Regions from separate parts of the Pan troglodytes genome. Here region 2 is linked to region 1. The links are chromatin contacts, called in public Hi-C maps. All regions are on one chromosome and are shown on one strand. Each heading gives the region's core, a stretch centred on a gene start, on an enhancer-like site or on the middle of the called end of the contact. The rest is flanking DNA. Distances are from core to core; before and after follow the strand shown. Region 1 overlaps RPN2 (ribophorin II). Region 2 overlaps SRC (SRC proto-oncogene, non-receptor tyrosine kinase).

The links. A called contact is a pair of places that touch in the nucleus more often than the background predicts.
Region 2: a Hi-C map of stem cell-derived neural progenitor cells shows a contact between it and region 1, with 4 times the contacts expected there. The contact joins two enhancer-like sites. A contact is called at or near these places in 1 of 7 Hi-C or Micro-C datasets (stem cell-derived neural progenitor cells) and 1 of 1 other capture datasets (stem cell-derived neural stem cells).

Annotation. Positions count from the first base shown.
Region 1 is chr21:43,439,450-43,443,288 of NHGRI_mPanTro3-v2.0_pri, forward strand. It overlaps RPN2 (ribophorin II), which reads left to right. Exons shown (of 17, transcript XM_016937887.4): 5 at 2,697-2,772; 6 at 3,579-3,713. Among named protein-coding and RNA genes, the nearest start is that of MROH8, 24 kb to the left of the region's middle. Within about 2 kb of position 1,267, at least 3 of the 24 cell types and tissues checked have an H3K27ac peak or open chromatin away from gene starts, as enhancers often do. A contact at or near this core is called in stem cell-derived neural progenitor cells, where this site is marked.
Region 2 is chr21:43,620,062-43,623,976 of NHGRI_mPanTro3-v2.0_pri, forward strand. SRC (SRC proto-oncogene, non-receptor tyrosine kinase) reads left to right here. Exons shown (of 15, transcript XM_054674765.2): 3 at 1,918-2,171; 4 at 3,863-3,915. The coding sequence starts at 1,922. Among named protein-coding and RNA genes, the nearest start is that of SRC, 56 kb to the left of the region's middle. Within about 2 kb of position 2,605, at least 6 of the 24 cell types and tissues checked have an H3K27ac peak or open chromatin away from gene starts, as enhancers often do. A contact at or near this core is called in stem cell-derived neural progenitor cells, where this site is marked.

The sequences.
Region 1 (3,839 bases), core at 17-2,516:
ACCATTTGTTTGTTAGGTCCCTAACAAACAGGTCCCCCTTCTTAGAGAGTTTGTTACTTCCTTTGTTGTTGTTATTTGTATGTTAGGTCATAAGCTTTTTTTTTTTTTTTTTGAGACAGGGTCTCACTGTGTCATCTAGGCTGCAGTGCAATGCGATCATATTTAAAGCTCACTACAACCTCAAACTCCTGAGCTTGAGCGATCCTCCCACCTTAGCCTTCTGAGTAGCTGGGACTATAATCACATGCCACCACACCCAGCCATAAGCTTTACTTGCAGTGCTTAGAGAGCCTGGCACATGGTCTGTACCCAACGGAGTTAATAAAGGATGAAACTATACTTTTGTGTTTCTGCTGTCTTGTAGAAAGCTTATAGGTAGGAAGAACATACGCTTTGGAGCAGAAAGAACTGTGTTCAAATCCATTCTTCCACTCAACCTCTGTGACCATGAGTGGGTTGTTTAGCCCCCCTAAACCTCAGTGTTCTCATATGCAAACCGGGAGAATGTCTCGTAGGGTCATTGTGAAATCCAACTGGTAGGTTGCCTTATATTACTATTAATTTGCCCTATTAAAGGCAAGCTGATATAAATTAGAACTCTTCTGAATGGGCCTTCTATATTTAAATGGGCTTTTTCTAGGAAGTGTATGTTTGTAAACTTGTCTTGAATGGAAAAAAAGAAAATACTTGTAGGTTTGAATGAACCACCTGAGAAGATCTCATTGTAGTCTGTCATAAATCAATTTCTCTGAATCATCTGCTATATATTAGCAAGATAAGATCTGCTTTCTTAGTGTTCGAATACAGTATTATGCTCCAGAGAAAAAGAAATTGCTGGCTGGGGAATAAGTAATTAAAGCCAGTGACAAAACTTTCTAAAACTCAGTGGATTAATTTCATTCTAAAACTTCTGAGGTTGTTACCAGCACGGCACTCTCTCATTCCAAAGAGAAAAAAATGATACCTTAATTGAGAAGTTCTTTCTAGGCTATCTTAACTGCCTTTTCTGAGCACAGCGTTTATCACGGGCAGATGTGTGATTTTTGTCTTGTTTGGAAATTCAGGTTTCATTTTCTCAAGTGTATGATAACAGCAAGCATCCCAGAGGTGTCGTTGAATACTCTGGGGCTTGTCTCTCTGTAAATTGTGACTCTGCTGTTTTCCAACTTGTCATCTTAATGGAATGAGTTTCCCATGGAGAGTATCTAAATTGTTATGTTCTTGACATAAGCAGACAGATTCTTGCTCTACATTCCCTGACATATTGACTTGATAAGTGGTGGTTTTACACAAGGGCCCAGTCATCTCTTAGGAATTAGGAAACCATTCGGGGTGGAAGCAGCAGTCTGTTTAACCACCAGGGGGCCTCTTCTCTCCCAGTTTCACCCAGAAAAGCACCATTTATATTTTCCAAATTATCTGCATTAAGATAATAGAATCTAATAAGTCTTACATGTATACATCTATCATGTTCCATCTTAAAAAGCTTATCTTCCAGAATTATAGATAAAAATATATGAATAAGCCATAAAAAAGAATGAAGTGCAGATACATGCTACAACATGGATGAGCCTTGAAAACATTCTGTTGAGTGAAAGAAGCCAGACATAAAAGGACACAGATTGTATGATTCCATTTCTGTGAAATAGCAGAATAGGCAAATCCGTAGAGATAGAACATAGATTGCTGGTTGCTGAGGGCTAAGGGGAGACACAATGGGGAGAAACTGCTCGGTGGGTTTTATCTATTTTTTTTGGAGACAGGGTCTCACTCTGTCACTTAGGCTGAGTGCAGTGGTGCAATCACAGCTCACTGAAGCCTCAACCTCCCTAGCTCAAGTGATCCTCCTACCTCAGCCTCTTGAGTACCTGGGACTATAGGCATGTGCCACCATACCCAGCTAATATTTAAACTTTTTGTAAAGATGAGGTCTCACTGTATTGCCCAGGCTGGTTTCGAACCCCCAGGCTTAAGTGATCCTCCCGCCTCGGCCTCCCAAAGTATTGGGATTACAGGTGTGAGCCACCGTGCTCAACCAATGGGTTTTATTTTAGACTGATGGAAATATTTGGGAACTAGACAGGTGGTAGTTGCACAACATTGTGAATGTAGTAAGCACCCCTGAATTGTTTGCTTTTTAAAATGGTTAATTTTATGTGAATTTTGCTTCAATCTTTTTTTTTTTTTTTTTTTTTTCTGAGACAGGGTCTCACTCTATTGCTCAGGCTGGAGTGCAGTGGCTCACTGCAACCTCTGCTTCCTGGGCCTCAGCCTCCCAAGTAGTTGGGACTACAAGCACACGCTACCATACCTGGCTCATTTTTAGTATTTTTAGTAGAGATGGGGTTTCACCATCTTACCCAGGCTGGTCTTGAACTCCTGGGCTCAAGGAATTTGCCTGCTTCAGACTCCCAAAATGCTGGGATTACAGGAGTGAGCCACTGCGCCCAGCCCAATGCCCACGGTTCTTCTTGCCAGTTCTGTTGTCTGGGTTGCCTTCTCAGCTGTGATGATCTTTTCCAGGTTTTGTCACACCTGTCCTAACTGGATTATAAGTAAACTCCTTAAAGGCTGAGACCAACTTGTACTTCTAAAGAACAAGAGTAGGATATTTGTGAAAATGTCCAAGTACGGGAAGGGGTGAGTGGATGAAACAAGACTTGCCATTCATTGGGGTTCTACTCTTTACCTTCCAGAACGGTCCAGGCTCTGCAGACAGCATCCCACCTGTCCCAGCAGGCTGACCTGAGGAGCATCGTGGAGGAGATTGAGGTGTGAATCTTTTGCCAAATGCATCTCCCAGCTCCTGTCTTTGACACTCTGCAGAAGAATCTTGCAGATAGCCATGCATGATCTGTTACTACAGGTTACACTGCTTCTTATATCCATGGCACACTTGTGTTCTTTGTATTAAGGTATTGTGTCCTGAGGAATATTTGTGCCTATTACATAATAGGTCCTCAGGACGTGGTGACTGTGGTTTTTATTATTGCTCTATCCTTGCCTTTGCCCAGAATATCATGCTCCTCTGGGACCTCTGTCATGGACTGCCTGGCAGGGGTGACAAGCAGTCCTGATGGTGTTCTCACTGGATGCTTCACAGGCACGTTGGTTGCCTAGTCATGTTGCCTAGGAGAGCAGTATATCTCTCTTTGTCTTTTGGAGCATTAAGAAATTCTGGGAAACGCTGTGCTTTGTAGGTTGTATTCAAATGGATGGCCACGGACTCCATCTGTGTCATGATGCTTCCTGGGTGCACAGCAGCCTGGCCCACTGGCTTTCCACCCAAAGCAGCTGGCGCGTTCTGTGCCATGACTCCTGGGCTTGGGCCTGCATACAAGGGGCCAAGGAAGGAGCCCTCCCAAAACTGCAGAAGATAGTGCTCTCCTCAAATGTCTGTTTGATATACTTTACTCTGCCTAAGCACCATTTTTGAGAAAGTATGAAGTGACTGAGATGGTCTTCAGATTTAAAGTGAGAGATGTCACGAAGCTGTCTGCAGTGGGGTTGACAGTGGTTCGCGCATCTCATTTCTGCTGTTACTTGACATCCAGCATATTTCTGTTTTGTTATGGCAGGACCTTGTTGCTCGCCTGGATGAACTCGGGGGCGTGTATCTCCAGTTTGAAGAAGGACTGGAAACAACAGCATTATTTGTGGCTGCCACCTACAAGCTCATGGATCATGTGGGGACTGAGCCATCCATTAAGGAGGTACCCATCTAACAATTTTCAGGCATGAAACCCAAAGGGGTCATCAGCTGTATCTGCTAAGGATGGCTTTTATCAGAGAGGAATGTTCAGACAGTACCTTGGGATGCTCTCACTCAGTGTCCTGTG
Region 2 (3,915 bases), core at 1,355-3,854, 180 kb after region 1:
GCCCCTAGCACCCTACAGTGTCTTGTGCATTTATCACAATGACCCCATCGTTACAGGTGAGGAAACGGCACAGAGAGAAGTTAAGTCACATGCCTAAGGTCACACAGCTATTTAGGGGTAGAGCCAGGATCTGGATGTGGAGAGCCCAGCTCCAGAGCCCACTCTCACCACCATGCCATACCCTGTCTCGCTCTTGCTTTGAGAGGGTTGAAAAGACTTTGGGAGGGTTGAAGGATATTTCAGGTCTAGGAGGCTCTTAGCACGGGCCTGCTAGAGCCATAGCCTGATGAACAGTGATCAGAGAGTGGGCGCCATTATGATTTCTCTTTCTAATGACATCCTCAAAACAGTGCTGAGATGTCTGCTTTATCCCTGCTTTGCAGATGAGGACGCTGAGGCCCAGAGAGGGAAAGCCACTTGCCTAGGGACACACAGCGGGGAGAGGTGGAGCAGGGCCTCTATTTCGAGACCCCTGACTCCACACCTGGTGTTTGTGCCAAGACCCCAGGCTGCCTCCCAGGTCCTCTGGGACAGCCCCTGCCTTCTACCAGGTGAGATGATGGCCCTATCAGGGCTCAAGATGGGTGGGGAGATCCCAGCCAATCTGGGTGGGAGCTGGGACCAGCCAGGGCCTGCGGATGGGGAAATGGGAGGCAGAGGGTGGTGGCAGGACTGTGGGCGTCAGGGGGAGTTTTCAACTTGGTCTACTCTGTGTTTCCGTCTCTCTGGACCTCCCAGGTTTCTGGCTCTGAAGTCCCTTAGCTCTTAAATAGTCATTCATTCGTTCAGCTGTTTACTGAGCACCTACTGTGTGCCACACCCCATGTTAGGCACTGGGAGCACAGCAGTGAACAAGATGAACAAAAGCCCATGACAGTAGTCACATAACCACATGAATTCAAACAACAAAAACAAAACAGGACCACATGTTATCAAAGACAGACAGAAGTCAGGGGGATCCAGTGAAAGGATTTGGGGAACACTTCCCAAGGAGGGGACTTTTGAGTTGAGAACGGAAGGAGGCACCAGTCACCCTGGTGAAGTGGCCAGGGAACAGCATTTGGGCAGTGGGAATGGTATGTGTGAAGGCCCTGTGGCTGGAGTGAGCTCCCAGCCATCTCTGCTTCAAACCTCCTGCTGTATGGCCTTGGCTGCCACTTTTAGCACCTTTCCCCAGCGTTAGGCAATTCCCGTCAGCCACGTATTCATTCAACAAACCCTCAATGAGCCCCCTCCATGTGCTAGGTGCCCGGGACATAGGCGTGGCTCAGATACTGTCCCTGCCAGGAGGGAGGGAAACAGTGACTCAGGGGGAGGTGGGTGGGTAAGGTCAGGGCTTCTGATTATGAGGCATTTCTTCCGTTCCTGGCGCTGGACCGAGGAAGCCCTTTACGGATGGATGCCATCCTTACGTTCATTTTACAGATGAAGACATCGAGGTTTTGAGAGGCTAACTCTCCCAAAAAGGCTGGTGCCCCTGTCCCCCATTTTTTTCTTTTTCTTTTCTTTTCTTTTTTTTTTTTTAAAAAGAGTATTCCTCTGACGCCCAGGCTGGAGTGCAGTGGCAGGATCTGAGCTCACTGCAGCCTCTGCCTCCCCTGTTCAAGCGATTCTCCTGCCTCACCCTCCGGAGTAGCTGGGACTACAGGCGCGTGCCACCATGCCCGGCTAATTTTTTTTTCAAGTAGAGCCCGGGTTTCCGCGTGTTGGCCAGGCAGGTCTCGAACTCCTGACCTCAAGTGATCCGCCGGCCTCGGCCTCCCAAAGTGCTGGGATTACAGCCGTGAGCCACCGCGCCCGGCCCTGCTGCCTCTCTTTGGGCCTCGTTTTCCCTATCTGTGGAATGGGTGGGAGGGAGGCCGGCCAAGGGGCCCCGGCAGCCCTGCCAGTTCCAGTGTCTTCTCTCTCTCCTGCCAGGACCATGGGTAGCAACAAGAGCAAGCCCAAGGATGCCAGCCAGCGGCGCCGCAGCCTGGAGCCCGCCGAGAACGTGCACGGCGCTGGCGGGGGCGCTTTCCCCGCCTCGCAGACCCCCAGCAAGCCAGCCTCGGCCGACGGCCACCGCGGCCCCAGCGCGGCCTTCGCCCCCGCGGCCGCCGAGCCCAAGCTGTTCGGAGGCTTCAACTCCTCGGACACCGTCACCTCCCCGCAGAGGGCGGGCCCGCTGGCCGGTCAGTGCGCGGGCGGCGCGGGGTCCTCGTCCACCTGGGGCCACGGCGGGGAGGCGGCGGGGCTGTGTGCCCGGGGTCGCCCCCTCTGCGCAGGCCCTTCCTCTCGCCAGGGGTAGCGCCCCTGGGTGACTTGGGTGTGCGGGGCGGGGGGGGGGGGGGGGGGGCGTACACACTGTGAAGCATCCACGCCGCCGCCGCTGGCTTTGGGGTGGAGCAGGCGCAGAGGACGCGGGGTGTGGTGATGGGGTCCTAGTGGGACGCTGAGGCCCAGAGAGAGGGGCGGCGCGGGGACCGGGCCTGCTGCTGCCTGGCGCCCAGTCCTTTTTCGTTGCCTGGGTCCGCCCAGAGATGAGTCGGGACGCGCGGCCCACGTGCGGCGGAGGGGCAGCTGGGTCGCGCGGGGAACGGGGCACCGGACGGCCCCGGCTGGGCCCGCGCCAGGATGCGCCCCTGCGCCCTCTGCTGGCGCTCTGCGGTCACCGCAGCCCCGGAGAGGGCCGTTTTGGAGAGCCGCGGCGGTGCCCCAGACATTCCACGCAGACTTCACTCCTTCACTCAGACCCGTTCACTCTCCCCACAGGCACACGCTGGGCCACACACACGGCTACACCCCCGCCAGGGACACGCACACATGCGGGGTGGAGGCAGGGTCACAGACACCCGCAGACACATCCCCATCGCAGATGTACCCAGATACAAACTCACATGCACAGGTGACCTCACACTTGTAGCTGAAGACACACGCACATGCCGTCAGAAGCGCATTCAGAGACACACACAAGACACAGACACACGCTCAGCTGGAAATCACAATCTCACCATCGTGGCCGCCCAGGAGACAGATACACACAGGTGCATCGAGAACATGAGAACACTCAGAGACACGCGGACAGGCATGGACCCTTCAGACGCAGACGCACGCCCAAGCGAGAGAAACAGACCCACAGACACACCATTCATTTGTTCAATAAGTATATGTGGAGCTCCTACTACAGGCCAGGGCTCCTCTGCTGCCCGGGCCCCAGCGGTGCAGACAGAACCCACCTGGGGGAAGGAAGCAAAGGGCAGCTCGTGGAGGGTGTTAGAAGGGGCGCTGCTGCGAAGGCGCAAAACAGGCAGGGAGGGAGGGCTGGGGGATGTGAGGAGGTGGAGGCTGTAGCTTAAAATGGTGGAAGGGGGTACGGGGGCCTTTTTGAGGGGGCAGTTACTTGGAGCCAAATCTTCCTGGACACCAGGAGTGCCCAGAGTGACACACTTTATAGAGAGAGAGCGAGCCTCCTGGGGCAGTGTTCTTCATTCACCGCTTCGTTCAGCCTATAGCTCTTTCTTGAGCACCTACTATGTGCCTGGGTCTGGAAACAAAACAAAGATGCTTGTTATTGGCGACTTCTGCTCCTAGAGCAAGACAGGCACCAAACAGATAAGCCAGCACCCAGCACTGCCCAAAGCCCCGGGGACGGACGCGGACAGGAAGGGATGCTCCCGCTCCCACACGCCCTTGCAGGGACGCGCAGATACACGGATGCAGTGGACACGTGCACAGGCCCATCTTCACTGAACCTGACTGTGTCTTTGGGCTGAGCACTTGTGTGTGGGAGACAAATCCACTCCTCCTGGGTACAGGGCCATCCTGCCCATGCCTTCCCTGGCTGTGGCCCCACTGTTCTGACACACCCCACCCCTCTCTGCAGGTGGAGTGACCACCTTTGTGGCCCTCTATGACTATGAGTCTAGGACGGAGACA